Regions from separate parts of the Gossypium hirsutum genome. Here regions 2 and 3 are each linked to region 1. The links are chromatin contacts, called in public Hi-C maps. All regions are on one chromosome and are shown on one strand. Each heading gives the region's core, a stretch centred on a gene start, on an enhancer-like site or on the middle of the called end of the contact. The rest is flanking DNA. Distances are from core to core; before and after follow the strand shown. Region 1 holds the start of LOC107886705 (major pollen allergen Ole e 1). Region 2 holds the start of LOC107886712 (protein DETOXIFICATION 12). Region 3 holds the start of LOC107886698 (pyruvate dehydrogenase E1 component subunit beta-1, mitochondrial).

What was found. Hi-C and Micro-C count contacts between places; a contact is called where the count stands out from the background.
Region 2: a Hi-C map of seedling shows a contact between it and region 1, with 5 times the contacts expected there. The contact joins the promoter of LOC107886712 here to the promoter of LOC107886705 in region 1. A contact is called at or near these places in 2 of 34 Hi-C or Micro-C datasets (leaf and seedling).
Region 3: a Hi-C map of leaf shows a contact between it and region 1, with 2.0 times the contacts expected there. The contact joins the promoter of LOC107886698 here to the promoter of LOC107886705 in region 1. A contact is called at or near these places in 2 of 34 Hi-C or Micro-C datasets (both in leaf).

What each region holds. Positions count from the first base shown.
Region 1 is chrA03:103,949,395-103,953,886 of Gossypium_hirsutum_v2.1, forward strand. It overlaps LOC107886705 (major pollen allergen Ole e 1), which reads right to left and starts at 2,675. Exons shown (of 2, transcript XM_016810755.2): 1 at 2,323-2,675; 2 at 1,781-2,211. The coding sequence starts at 2,491. The coding sequence ends at 1,862.
Region 2 is chrA03:103,682,442-103,687,031 of Gossypium_hirsutum_v2.1, forward strand. LOC107886712 (protein DETOXIFICATION 12) reads right to left here and starts at 3,293. Exons shown (of 7, transcript XM_016810761.2): 1 at 2,884-3,293. The coding sequence starts at 3,153.
Region 3 is chrA03:104,226,405-104,230,964 of Gossypium_hirsutum_v2.1, forward strand. LOC107886698 (pyruvate dehydrogenase E1 component subunit beta-1, mitochondrial) reads left to right here and starts at 1,370. Exons shown (of 16, transcript XM_016810750.2): 1 at 1,370-1,637; 2 at 1,974-2,021; 3 at 2,144-2,218; 4 at 2,587-2,667; 5 at 2,772-2,798; 6 at 2,902-2,964; 7 at 3,135-3,221; 8 at 4,432-4,557. The coding sequence starts at 1,998.

The sequences.
Region 1 (4,492 bases), core at 1,425-3,924:
GGCCCATAATAGCGCTTGGCAAGGGAGTCAAGTCAAATACAAGTCAATGTGGAGATTTGTAGAGTTATGCCTTGCATTTTCGGACCAAATAGTGTGTGACATCACAACGAGAAAATGTTCTTCGTCCCGATGAACAGCCGACATCACGACGAGAAGAGAGCTTTCGTCTCGATGACGCAAATGCCACATCACAATGTGGCGACTTGTTTCTCTAATTTCTCAGTTCTCTTCTCTCAGTTAAATCATGTTTTAGTTTTTCACTTAAACTCTGATTAACCTAGGGTTATTTTAGTCATATATGCTATGAATTCAGCCTATAAATAGACCTTAGTTACTCTAGGTTTTACATAACAAAAATATTTAGATTATCTGTTTTGTGTTGATTCTCTCTATCTTTTGTACTTTCCTTTTATTATAGCGAAATCTTCTTTTGCTAGCGATTTTTTATCTTTCTTTATTATAGCGAAATCTTCTTTTGCTAGCGATTTTTTATCTTTCTTTTTAAGAATTTTTCCACGTAAAATTTACATATTCAATCTTTTCGATTTTACTTTACTTATTTGTTTGTTGCATACACGAATTTATCTTCAACACTTGACATCATTTTCTTTAAAAAAAAAATCCAACTTAAATTCCTACATTCATCCATTCGTATTTCCAATGATACATCATACATAGACGTATTAACATAGTCAATTAATCAAATTGTGCCCTCTAAATCTTATGAACTCAAAAACTGTAATGAAAGAGGAAAGAATTCTCCCCATGGAGTTGGAACTTGAATTTAAATTGAATATTAGTTTTAGTAACGTGATGAAACACATCTTTCATTATTATTATTTGGCAAACACTCCCATTATTAAAATACTTAATAAATATTTTAAAATTTTAATTTTTATATATTTGTGCAATTGGAAGGTATAATGATTTCGTTCCCACAATTTCAAATTCATAGCACTAGTGAACTGATTTGCTGCAAAAGGAGGCGATAAGTGCATGTCTATATACATAATAATGTTACTAAAAATGTAAGCTAGTCCATTCTACTTTCTATACCGTAAATTATGAAATCTTCTCAATCAAGAATAACAGTACATGATATCAAAATCAAGCATAATTATTCAGGTGTTGAATTGAATTTAGAGGAGGCCAAATGATGCTTAGGGTGTTTGGGTCTGGGGGAAGCTTGGAGGGGAGCGGGGAACGTAAGATATCCAGGTTGTTGGGTCTCCCAGATTAAAGCCAGGTGGGGAAGGAGGAGCTGGTAGCCAAGTAGTAGGATCTCCTAGATTAAATGCAGGTGGAGGGGGTGGAACAAAATGAGATGGGCTAGGACGGAAGGGAGGGTGAGGGGAGAAAGGGAAAGGCAAAGATGGTGGATTGGGATGTGGAATGGGATAGGGCAAGCGAGGAAAGGGCCATGATGGCAAAGGTGGCAGGGGAGGGAGTGGGAATGATGGAAGGGGAGGTAACGAGGGAAATGGCTAAGGGAATCCAAATTTTGGGAAAGGAAAGGAGTTAAAAGAAGTTGGGGACAGCTCTTCAGGCGTAAAATTACCTAGGAGTTAATTTTTTTTTAAATTAAGTAAATATGTTTTTGTATATTAGACCAAAAACTGAACTAATTTTTTATTAAAATTTTCATATATTATTATTATTAAAAATTAATATAATTGACTGAATAATTAATTGAATGTACTTTGACTTATAATAATTAATTTTTAATATTAAAAATAAATAAAATTATTAACAAAAAATTAATTTATCCTTCAATTTAATATATAAAAATATAATTTACTTATTTTTAAAAAATAAAAATAAAATACGATCTAACTTTTAACAAATAACTTCCATAATATTTTTACCACTGTTTGTGATTTCTACACAAGGTGGCATTTCTCTTGGAAGGCCTGTAACTCAGTGCATTCAAGCTGTAGATGCACAGATTATCTTGTTTTGATTTGACAGTTATCTGATTTGTGGATGTCTTCAAACCTGGTACATCGCATGCTTTGGATTTGCTCCCTACTAAACTTGCCTGGCATAATGACTCAATGGCCAAACCTTCCACACAGTCAACCCCGTCAACATGCGGTATTTCTAGCTTGTACACCCCATATTTATCTGTAGTTCTGTTGACTGAGACGCTCATTTGCTCTGTAGTTTTTGGTGATTGTGCTTTAAACTTGCATTCAATGTTGACTTCAGCACCTAGTAAAATCAAAGGCAACTTTAAATATCACAAATATATTATATGTATGTGTGTGTCTGTTCCTTGATGAATTAGACCAGTGTTTGGGGTTGTATACTAGTCTCTTTTACCTGGCAAGAAGTAGCTGTGCCTAGACAAAGTGTTGCTTGAACAGGAATCACAGAAAACAACGCCCACTACTGTGATCCGAGAGATTGGATTTGGGGGTTGAGCTGTTGCGGAAAATAGATGCATGAAAGAGGATGCTAGAAGAAGAAGAAGGCGAATGATTGGATCCATGGCAGCTAGCAAACATGAGAGAAGTGAAAAGAAGCTTCCACTAGGGCTTCTCTAGTTCAACACTTATACCTGTTTGAAGTAGAAAGCATTTCAGTTTACTGTAGCGTAAGACTTAAGAAAATATGGGCAGTATCCAAGTAACTATCAGCCCGTGAGTGGTTGGTGTTAGGACCAGACCAACTGTAAAGCAAGGAGCTGAAAATGTTTTTATTATTATTATTATTATCTAATCACTAAAAACAAAGACATGTGAAGAGCCTTCTTGGCTGGATGTGATAAAATTTGGAAAGACAGTGAGGTTGCTACTCTGTAGCAGATTTGACAATCGACAGGACATTGATTTGGGGTTCTGTCTTTTCCTCGATAATTACAGAAAGCTCTAATCCAAGTCATCAACTACACATTAATGTAATGAGAACATTGGACTTTTTTGATGTTCACTTCTGTATCAGTTCCTGCTTTCCTCTGTTTCTACTTGTGGTTGTGAGTAATTTATTACCAGTCGCTCAACCCATACGCAGCAGTCTCTGCCCATTTTTGGGCATATGATTTGTCCGAGCACGAGTAATTGTCCTCAACAACCCCCACAAGCCGGACTGGGATAATATTTCACTTTTCTACCTTCAAATTCTCTTATTTTCAATCATTAAAATCTATGGCCCTTATAAGAATGTTGTTAATTTGGAGGAGACTCTTGGACTTTTTGTGTAAATAACAAGATAAAAAGAGCAACCGGATCATGAAGCTTCGCAATATCTTGGCTAGAACTCGATAGACACTTGTTACAACTTAGGAGCACGCACCAATTGAGTTTATTGCACCAAACGTCCCTGAACTATGGGTCTGATTTTAAATTGGTATTTAAATTTGAAAATGTTTTAAATAAGTCCTCAAACCATCATACCGTTCCAATCAGGTCCATTCGTTAACTTTTATGTTACATCTCTATTAGTGACACACGTTACCATCTAGTAGGCACACATTGTTTTTTTTTTTTTATCTTTATATTCTTTTTGTTGATTACTCCTTTATAAATTAGTTGATGTGTATTACACATGATTTTAGGTATTTATTTTTTAAAGTTATTAAATTATATATTTTATAATTTTTTAAAAATATGTGTTTATTAATTAAATGAGAATTGTTTTAATTTATACTAGAACTCTATTAATTTTGAAAAATAAATGAAAGAATAAAACAACATTTTAAAAGTAAAGAAAATAAAAAAAATGGAAAACAATGGATAGCCATTACGTTTTTTTAATATAATATTTAGAATTATTTATAGTCGCTCTCCAACTCTTAAATGGAAAGATAATTGCACTTTAGCGTACTCGAACTCATGTCCTCCTATATTGACAACAATATCTATGTCAATCGAGTTAATACTCAATTGATAGCCATTACTTTAATACTTCATTGCCTTTGATATAATATTTCATGGCACAATGATAAACAACATTCATAATTATGTAAACATTATTACCCATAACCCCCTAACCCTTATATATATTGGAGGATAAATGTACTCCAACACACGCAAACCTACATACTCTTGCACTGACCACAATACCAATGTTAACCAAGCTAAGACTCAGTCGACAAAAATATTCTTAAAATTAAATAATAGTAAAACTATCAAATATCAAATAATAATAATAACTAAACACCTCAAATAATAAAAAAATATGCAATTTTTGTTGATGAAAACAAAATATAATAAATAATGTTAAAATATAATTTCTTTCAATAATTCAGATGTTATTTTAAATTAAAATGCCATTGTTAATGCATATATTTATAAGCTAAATATTATTATAATTTATAATTGTAACACTAATTGATTGATAATTAATCAAAAATAATAAGTGCAATTTAATATGGGCCCAAAATTTAATTAAGTGATAATAACTATTACATTGATAATGAAAACACTATTAATAAATAAATAAACTTATACATTATAGATTAGGTAACCAATATATTAATATTATCTTTATA
Region 2 (4,590 bases), core at 2,043-4,542, 270 kb before region 1:
AAAAACCCTTCAAAAGAGGATAAAAAACCACGGGCAAAGATAATTTTACTATAATGGCAAAAAAACGAAGAGTACAAAAGATGGAAATAAAAACTAAAACCCAAAAACAAAGAACCCACAAAACGTAAACACAAATTTCTCTAAATGTGTTATGAGTTCTAATCTCTAATGGGTGTATTTTCTAAGGTTGTAAAAGAGCCTATTTATAGGCTAAATTCATAGATCAAATAATAATAAAATAATCTAAACTAATCAGTGTTTGATTGAAACAAGTAATGGGTGTATTTTCTAAGGTTGTAAAAGAGCCTATTTATAGGCTAAATTCATAGATCAAATAATAATAAAATAATCTAAACTAATCAGTGTTTGATTGAAACAAGTAAACAGAGTTTAATTGAAAGACTATTTTTCAAATTTGACTGAAAATAGGAGTCATATTTAACAAATCTCCACCTTGACTCATATTTCCACAACGCCATCTTTGCCAAAGCCCGCCACGAGCCTATCTTGGACTATGTAGGGAATTAACTGAGTCGAATTTGTGCTTAGAAACTGGAAGACTTCTAGCCTTCGACTTGTACACTGCCAAATCAAAACTAACCCGGGTCTGATTTTCACAAACACAGTACCCTAACTTTTCAAAACCTGCATCCAAAAGAGAACCTCTCTTCAACGAAACAGTCATACCTTTTTACCTCCTATGACCAAGTTGCCTCCGCTCCAAACAAGTTGACTTCAACTCCGTAACGGACGAGGGACGTCCGATTTCACCGGTCACTGTGTAACCTTCCAGAATATAAAGACTGCCGGTTCTTTTACCTTTTAACAAAACGAGAACTCCACGAGATACTTTAATACTGCTCGACTCGATGTTGATTTTGCATCCTTTCAAGTTTAAAATACTTAAGGAGATGAGATTCTTTCGTAAATCAGGTACATACCTGACATATGAGAGTGTCCTAATCGTCCTATCGTGCATCTTAATTTTAACAGTACCAATACCAATTACCTTACTAGATGAATCGTTTCCCATGCGCACAACTCCACCTTCAATCGAACTGTATGTGGAGAACCATTCTCTATTGGGACACATGTGGAAAGAACATCCTGAATTTAAGATCCACTCGGACGTGAGCTTGGTGTTATCACTTGTTGACACTAACAATAAATCATCCCCATTTTCATCGGCCAAATTAGCACCAGCTACATCTTCCTCGTTACTTTCAGCAGCTTTTTTATTTCGCAGTTTATAACAATCTGCTTTGACATGACCTAACTTTTTACAAAAGCGACACCTTTTATCTCGTTTCTTTGATGCTACCAAAACGGAAGCTTGCCTATCTGTCTTGCTATCCAAATGAAGCTCATTGTCGAGTTTGTCTCTACTCAACAAATGACCATTCACATCTTCGAACGAGAGTTTGTCTCTGCCATAAATCAGGGTCTTCCTGAAAAGACTTGTATGAAGGGGGTAAAGAGCACAATAATAGCATAGCCTGATCTTCATCGTCAATATGAACCTCAATATTCTTTAAATCATTTAAAAGAGTAATGAATTGACTGATGTGATCTCTAAGAAGCTCACCTTTGTTCATGCGAAACCTAAATAGACGTTGTTTCAACACTAAACGGTTAGCCAGAGACTTAGTCGCATAAAGAGTTTCTAACCTTTTCCACAAGGCAGATGAGGTCTTCTCCATCAATACCTTTTACAATACCGTATTCGTGAGGCACAACTGGATTGCAGATAAAGCCTTTTCATCAAGCTCTTCCCATTCTGTTTTATTTAGATTCTCAGGCTTTTTCCCGATAACAACCTTTTTCAAGCCTGATTGAACTAGAATTGCCATCATCCGAACTTGCCACAGATTGAAATTTGTCTCACCATCGAACTTCTCAATTTCAAACCTTGTTGTTGCCATCTCTAAACGGGCTGATCTATGAAAATTGAACTAGCTCTGATACCACTTGTTATGATTTTAACCCGATTAAGTAACGAACAAGAAAATAACAGAATAAATTGAGAAATTGAACACACAAATTTAACGTGGAAAAACCCTTCCAAAGAGGATAAAAAATCACGGGCAAAGATAATTTTACTATAATGGCAAAAGAACGAAGAGTACAAAAGATGAAAATAAAAACTAAAACCCAAAAACAAAGAACCCACAAAATGTAAACACAAAATTCTCTAAATGTGTTATGAGTTCTAATCTCTAATGGGTGTATTTTCTAAGGTTGTAAAAAAGCCTATTTATAGGCTAAATTCATAGATCAAATAATAATAAAATAATCTAAACTAATCAGTGTTTGATTGAAACAAATAAACAGAGTTTAATTGAAAGACTATTTTTCAAATTTAACTGAAAATAGGAGTCATATTTAACAGTAATCCCGAAAGGTCCAGAACCATTAAATAAAGGCTTATAAATATAAAAATATAGACTGAAAGCATGTGATTGGGAGTCAACAGATCCAACCACAAAGAGACAATCTAAATGCAAATGATATGACAAAAATTTCCACTTGACTAAAATCATTGGTTAGATTGACGTCAATTTCCAGATGACCAAACTCTATATGAACCATGGTTAGGTTGACAGTATCCTACTTTGAATTGGATACAACCATCTTAAACGAGGAAATATCTAATTTTGGTGTTGAATAGCCACCCAAAACAGTAGGAAGATTGAAAAGTGTGAAGAAATTCGGTGGATGTTCAGAACCAATTAGAATAAGAGAAGATACAAACAAAGAGACGTAAAATTTGACAATAAGATTATTTAAAACGTCACTATCAATACGACAATGCACAACACCATGTTAATATACAGTCAATATTAACTTTATTTAAAGTAGAAAGAAAAGTGCAAATTGACTTACAAGAAGACTAAAACCGGTGACTCCGGCGAGAGATATGGCAATGGCAGAGCTAGAGAGAGCAAGCTCACCCAGATGACCCACCATCATCGTTGATATAACTTGCAATAGGTACTGTGATAAAGTCACGGCTACCATAGGCCCTGCAAGGTAACCCACCCTTTTTATTTCTTCAACGAAAGCAGCCCAACTTAGCCGCCGATTACTTTTCTCCTCGTTCTCCAACTTGGGAATCAAATTCTCTTCCATGCTGTTCTTCAGCGAGTCTACCATGATGCCCTTCTCTCTTTAAGCTTGAACAGCGTCGCTCACTTACGAAAATGCGGGAGACAAGGGAAAGATGAAAGAGGTTGGCTTTTGGTAGGAAAAGTTATATATGCCAACGAAAGCAAAACTTGAGAGGACGCATCCCCTCACGTGAGTATGACATGCATTTGTTACTGCAAACAAACAAACAACAAATTGGAACACTGCACGTAGACTGACTGCAAACTACGACCCTGACTTCTGCTACTGCCTTAACTTGCTTTAGACTAAATTAGTAATAATCCCTGCGGGGTTTATGAATTTTCTTTATATTATCTACATTCTCTTTAGTGTTTACTTGATATCAACTTAATTTAAAAAAATTCAGAATTTAATTACAATAAACTGATCCAAAAATGCAGGTAATAAATAGATTTGTTTATGAATGTGTTTAAACTTTCTTCTTTTTCATCCGAATATGAATTTTGAAATATTTTTTTAGACTAACCTTATTAACTCATTGGTTTTTATTTTAAAAAAAAGTGTTTTATCAGAATAGAACTCAGTTAATATTAACTCACCGCTGTTCTTTAAAGCCCAAAAAGCTGAACTTTTTTATTTTTAATTGATATAGATAATGATTGAAAATATAATTGCCCTAAAAAGTGAAAAACAAATAGAAAAGATTTGGGGGAGAAATAATAATAAAGCAACACAATGAATTTCAGTTCTTAGGAGGAGTCAAATGGGAAGCGGAGTTGAATCAACATGGATCAGAGACTGAAGCTTCAAAAATTAGATTAGAGAAATTTCATTTTAGAATGGAGGGTAAAGGTGGCGGGATAGGGATGATGATTCGTTACTTTAATAGTTTGGAGGACTCACTTGCAGATATGCGCAGTATGGGATTGATTTGAAAATTGGAATAGAAATTAGATTCTACTCTAAATTTGGGTTTTAGTTATTACAGATTTTGGGTTTTGGTGTAGTAATATCTTCAAATTTTATAAATATTAGCTTTAAACTCAGAATATTTTTATTTTTAAAAATTTATTTTTTATTTTTAAAATTTTAAATTCAAGTGAATTTTAATATTAATTTTTTAATTACATAGAGTATTTTTTTTTGTTTTAAAATATTACACCAATCAATTATGAAATTAAAAATAAAAAAAATTAATTTTTTTTGAAATAAAAGACCCTATTTAACTTATTTAAAATATATAATTTAATAATTGATTGGGTTTTAACTCGATTAACATGGACATTGTTGCCGATATAAGAATATTATCTTCCTATTTATTAGTTAAAAAGAGACTAAATAATTTTAGACATTGTCTTAAAAAAAACCATTATAATAAACTAATGTAATTTTAATTATTTATTTTAAAAACATAGAATTAAGAATAATTTCCTTAAGTGGGGTTTTTTTTTTGTCAAATGTGCTAATTAATCTTATTTCATT
Region 3 (4,560 bases), core at 120-2,619, 280 kb after region 1:
ATAAATTTCTATTAAAATAAGTTGAAATACAAACTTTCCATAACAATACATGTACATGATTACTTATTTTTTGTTTAATTGGTAACTATTTTTTATTTGCCTTTTCCTATTACTTAGTACTCAATCATTATTTTGATTTTTTTTACCAATTTTTCAATATTCTAATTTATTAGAATTTTTATATTATAAAATTCATATAATTAAAATTTTATAAGAATATAATGAAAATGCAGGGTTTTAATTGTTATATTAATATTTAACTAATTAAGTTTTAATTATATAAATTTTATTAAAAGTAATAACATTATTATAAAAAATAAACCTAAATTCAAGCAAGGTTAGAGCAATTTATATTGGGCATTTACTGAAAATTAGTAGGTCTACCAACAAAATTTGTTTAATACATATGTTATATAAGCCATTAATGTAAATAAAAATTCCATAACTGAAATGATTATTGAAAATTTGCTAGCAATTAAAGGATTGCTAAACAAAATTCTTATGGCATGTTTGGATAAAATATGATCATGTCAGTCAATTACTTGTGATACTTGAAAAGCTGAGAACTGACTCAGAACTCAAAATTTCCTTGTTTGCTAAAAAACTAACTATAAAATATATATTAGATGTGATAATGAAATAATTTGATTTAATTTGACCTGCCTAGAACTTTCAAATATATATATCAAACGTGACTTTATTTTTAAATAATAAAAAAGTAAAAAAAATAAAATCTGAAATTCCATTTAAATAGATTTACCATTTAAATAAAATTTCATTTATGAAATTATAAAACACCTTTAAAACATATCTCTATTAAATAAATATTGTTATAAAATAAATAGTGAAAAAGTAAAGAACAAAGAAAATAGAAGAACAAAAGAGAGGATATTTTATTGATCAATAGGAATAATTACAATGTTTCATTAGCATCTCTATTTATAAACATAATAAATATAAAATAAGTAAAAATATAATTCTAATAACTATTAAAATTAAAATTTAAAGTATATTAAAATTTTATCTTAATCATGACGGACATCTACTTAATAAACTTAATAAGATATTCATAATAAATATTAATTTTTAAATAAAAAATTATTTAATAATATAAAGATTAAATTAAATTATTTAGTAAGAGAGTGATGAATTTCATTCAATCATCAGTATAACAGAATTTACCAAATACCATAAAAAAAAAAGTGTCTTTTTTTGACCCACCAACCCTTCTCTGCCAAAAATGCCCGCTACCTTCCACCTTGTACTGCAGTGACCCAAATATCCCTGACTTTTCTCTAACAATATAAACAAAAATAAAAGCGTTAAATACGTCTTTTCTTCCCATTAACAATGAACCGCCCGTTTGTTGTCCCACAGCTGAGCTATGCTTGAATCCTGACCCTTAAAATCACTTTGACCGCTACAAAATGTTCAATTTTTTTATTTAAAAAAAAGGAATAAAAAAAAAAAGAAGAAAAAGGAATAAAAAAAGGGGGAAAAAGTGGAAGACAATAAAATTTCATATTTATTTTAACGTAGTAGATGTACTAGCTGAGCTGAACTCCCCCTTTTCATTTTCAGCCATCTCCCTGCCGATTCATTCCTAAGAAAATTTTCAACGTTATTCCAAAAAGCAGGTACGTTCGTCTTATGTCCTTGATCTGATTTGTTCTTCATCCTTTACCGTTTGTTTCCCACTTTCCTGCCTCTTTTTATTTTGTTCTGATCTAGATTTCTGGATTTTGTTTCTCGGTTTGTATAAATACGATCGTTTATTCTTTTTTTGATGAATCGTTTATTAGCAATGAGGTCTCTGATTTATATTTTTTAGAATAGAAAATCCTCAGCTAGTGAGTTGGAAAGGCTTTTTTACGCAAATCAGTGCTCAAATTAAACTTTTCTGCTTCTTTTAGTTTTATGAGACCGGGATTAGCTTTGCAGTTAATGTAATATGTCGTTGTTTTATTCATCAGAGAAAAGAACGTTAAGGAGGAAAGATGTTGGGAATAGTAAGGCAAAAAGTGAGTTCTGGGAACTGTCCTGCTCTCTCATATACCTTTATTTAAACTTTCAGTAAATATGACAGTCTACTTTCTAGAAAAATGTTCATTTTTCTAATTCATGACTTTTCTTGCTTATTCAGATGTTAGGGCAGTCATTGCTGAAGATTCGTCCTGCAATATCGGTGTTACGAAGTTACTCATCAGCAGCAAAACAGGTAATTCTTTTCACCTCTTATTTCCTTTTTGTATTTCTAAAATTATTGCTGATTTAATGCTATTAGATATGCATACTGCAAGTGTTAACTCGTACGCTATAGAGTAGCTGTGTTTAATCTTATGAGCTGCTCTGGAGGTTACTTGCTTCAATTCATAAAATCAGAATTGAGACCCGCATCTCGTGAGTTTGCGCATGCACGTAGATATGGTTATGCTTGCAATTTTGTGTGTATGTAAATGGTCTGCATTTTCTTTCTGTTAATGATAAATGGCTTTTGTGATTAATTAGTCTCTGCTAAAGGCAAGGCTTAGGTTTCAAGGATTATTGATTTTTCATTTTTTGGTGTGTAATGACAATTATGCACAGATGACAGTGAGAGAGGCATTGAACTCTGCTCTTGATGAGGAAATGTCAGCTGATCCGAAAGTCTTTTTAATGGGTGAAGAGGTGAGAAAGTGTTCAACAGGAACTATTTTTAATAATCATAATCTTGGCTGTTCATTTTGTTTTTATGTCCAAGCTTATGCTTTTTAATTTCTTTTTAAATGCAGGTTGGAGAATATCAGGGTGCATACAAGGTTGGCGTTAAGAATAAAATTCTTATTTTTCCATGTATTGTAAAGGCAATACAAGCCATTTTACATCTGTCTGAGGATTGGCTTTTATTTCCATCTCTTTTAGATATCCAAGGGGCTTTTGGAGAAGTATGGACCTGAGAGGGTTCTTGATACTCCAATTACTGAGGTTATTATTCTTGACATGCCCATGCTCATGCTTAATTATTGTTTTTCTTAATTTCATTATTATTTTATCGAATCATTGATCTCACATGCTTATTATATCTGTGTTTACTGATTTTTTTAGTATATTTTTCACTGTTTTCTCTTCACGGTTGTTTATTTCTTGTTTCACAGGCTGGTTTTGCTGGGATTGGGGTTGGTGCGGCTTACTATGGTCTGAAGCCCGTAGTTGAGTTTATGACATTTAACTTCTCCATGCAGGTTAGAGGGTTATGTTTTGAATCTCTGCTTCTTTACGCTTTTATTAGTTTATTGTGTTACAATATTGATAAAATTTTAAATGGCTTCTAAATGAACAAGTAGAAATAATATATCATCATTTGCGTTTTCTTTTGAAGACAATGAAGTTAATGTTGTTACCGTAATGTGCTCTTGAAATCTTAGAAGTTAGTATGAATGAGATATGCTTGTTTTCCTGAAAACTGACATTCTGACAACATATATTGGCTGAATAACTAAGGATACTGTATTAATGTATGTGTTACCTTGATCTTCTCTTTCTATATTAAACAAGATGTTGCAATAAATTAAATTCTAAATTGATGTGGTTGTAGGTTACAAACGAAAAATATGAAGGAAAATGATGGTATAATATGTTGAAACTGCTTGTTATCCTCTTATCTGTAATTGGTCCTTATCCTTACAGTTCTGGTTAATGGCTCCAAATTATGTTTATCAAAATACAAGTTTGTTTAGCAATAAATTGTTCTCAGTTCTTGTTTGATTTTGCAATTCTTTCTGGTGATTATCTGCTCGGTAATCATCAAAGACCTGGTGTTAAGACAAGTTAACGTATTTAAAGAAATATGGGATCCTTGGAGTTCTTGGGGTAGCCATTTTCTGTGAAAGAAGTCTTAGCTTTTGAAACCATGATTTGATTTCCCTCCTGCTTAGATCTTACATTCTAATGTTCAAGAGTACAAGTTTGATGCCTTTTTCGACTGTCTTGGACATCTGTATGGTGTTCAATGGTGGATTTAGGCATTAAGTTTTGAGGGGGCCTAATTTAAATTTTCAAAAAATCTAGAGGATTTAATGAGAATTTTCAAAAAAATTTGAGGTTTAATTAAAATTTTAAAAAATTTAAGGGCTTAAAGAAAATTTCCAAGATATTTGGGAGGGACTAAATTGAAAATTTCAAAAACTTTTAAGGGAATGATGAAATTTTTCTAGAATTTTTTGGGCCAAGGCCTCCACTTGCTTCTATTACCATCCGCCCCTGATGGTGTTTTCCCAATATGTAAATTTGGTCAATACTGTATGACAGAATTTCACTAATTTGAAGCTCAATTATTATTGATCTTTCAGTGGTGGTAAGCAAGTTAAATGACTTTGGTTACCCTTAAATCTGTTTACAGGATCTTATTCTGGTGTAAACATTTCTTTGATCTGTTTCTGGATTTTGTTGCAGGCGATTGACCACATTATTAACTCTGCTGCAAAGTCCAACTACATGTCTGCTGGCCAGATGTCTGTACCCATTGTTTTTAGAGGACCTAACGGTGCTGCTGCTGGTGTAGGTGCCCAACACTCTCAGGTA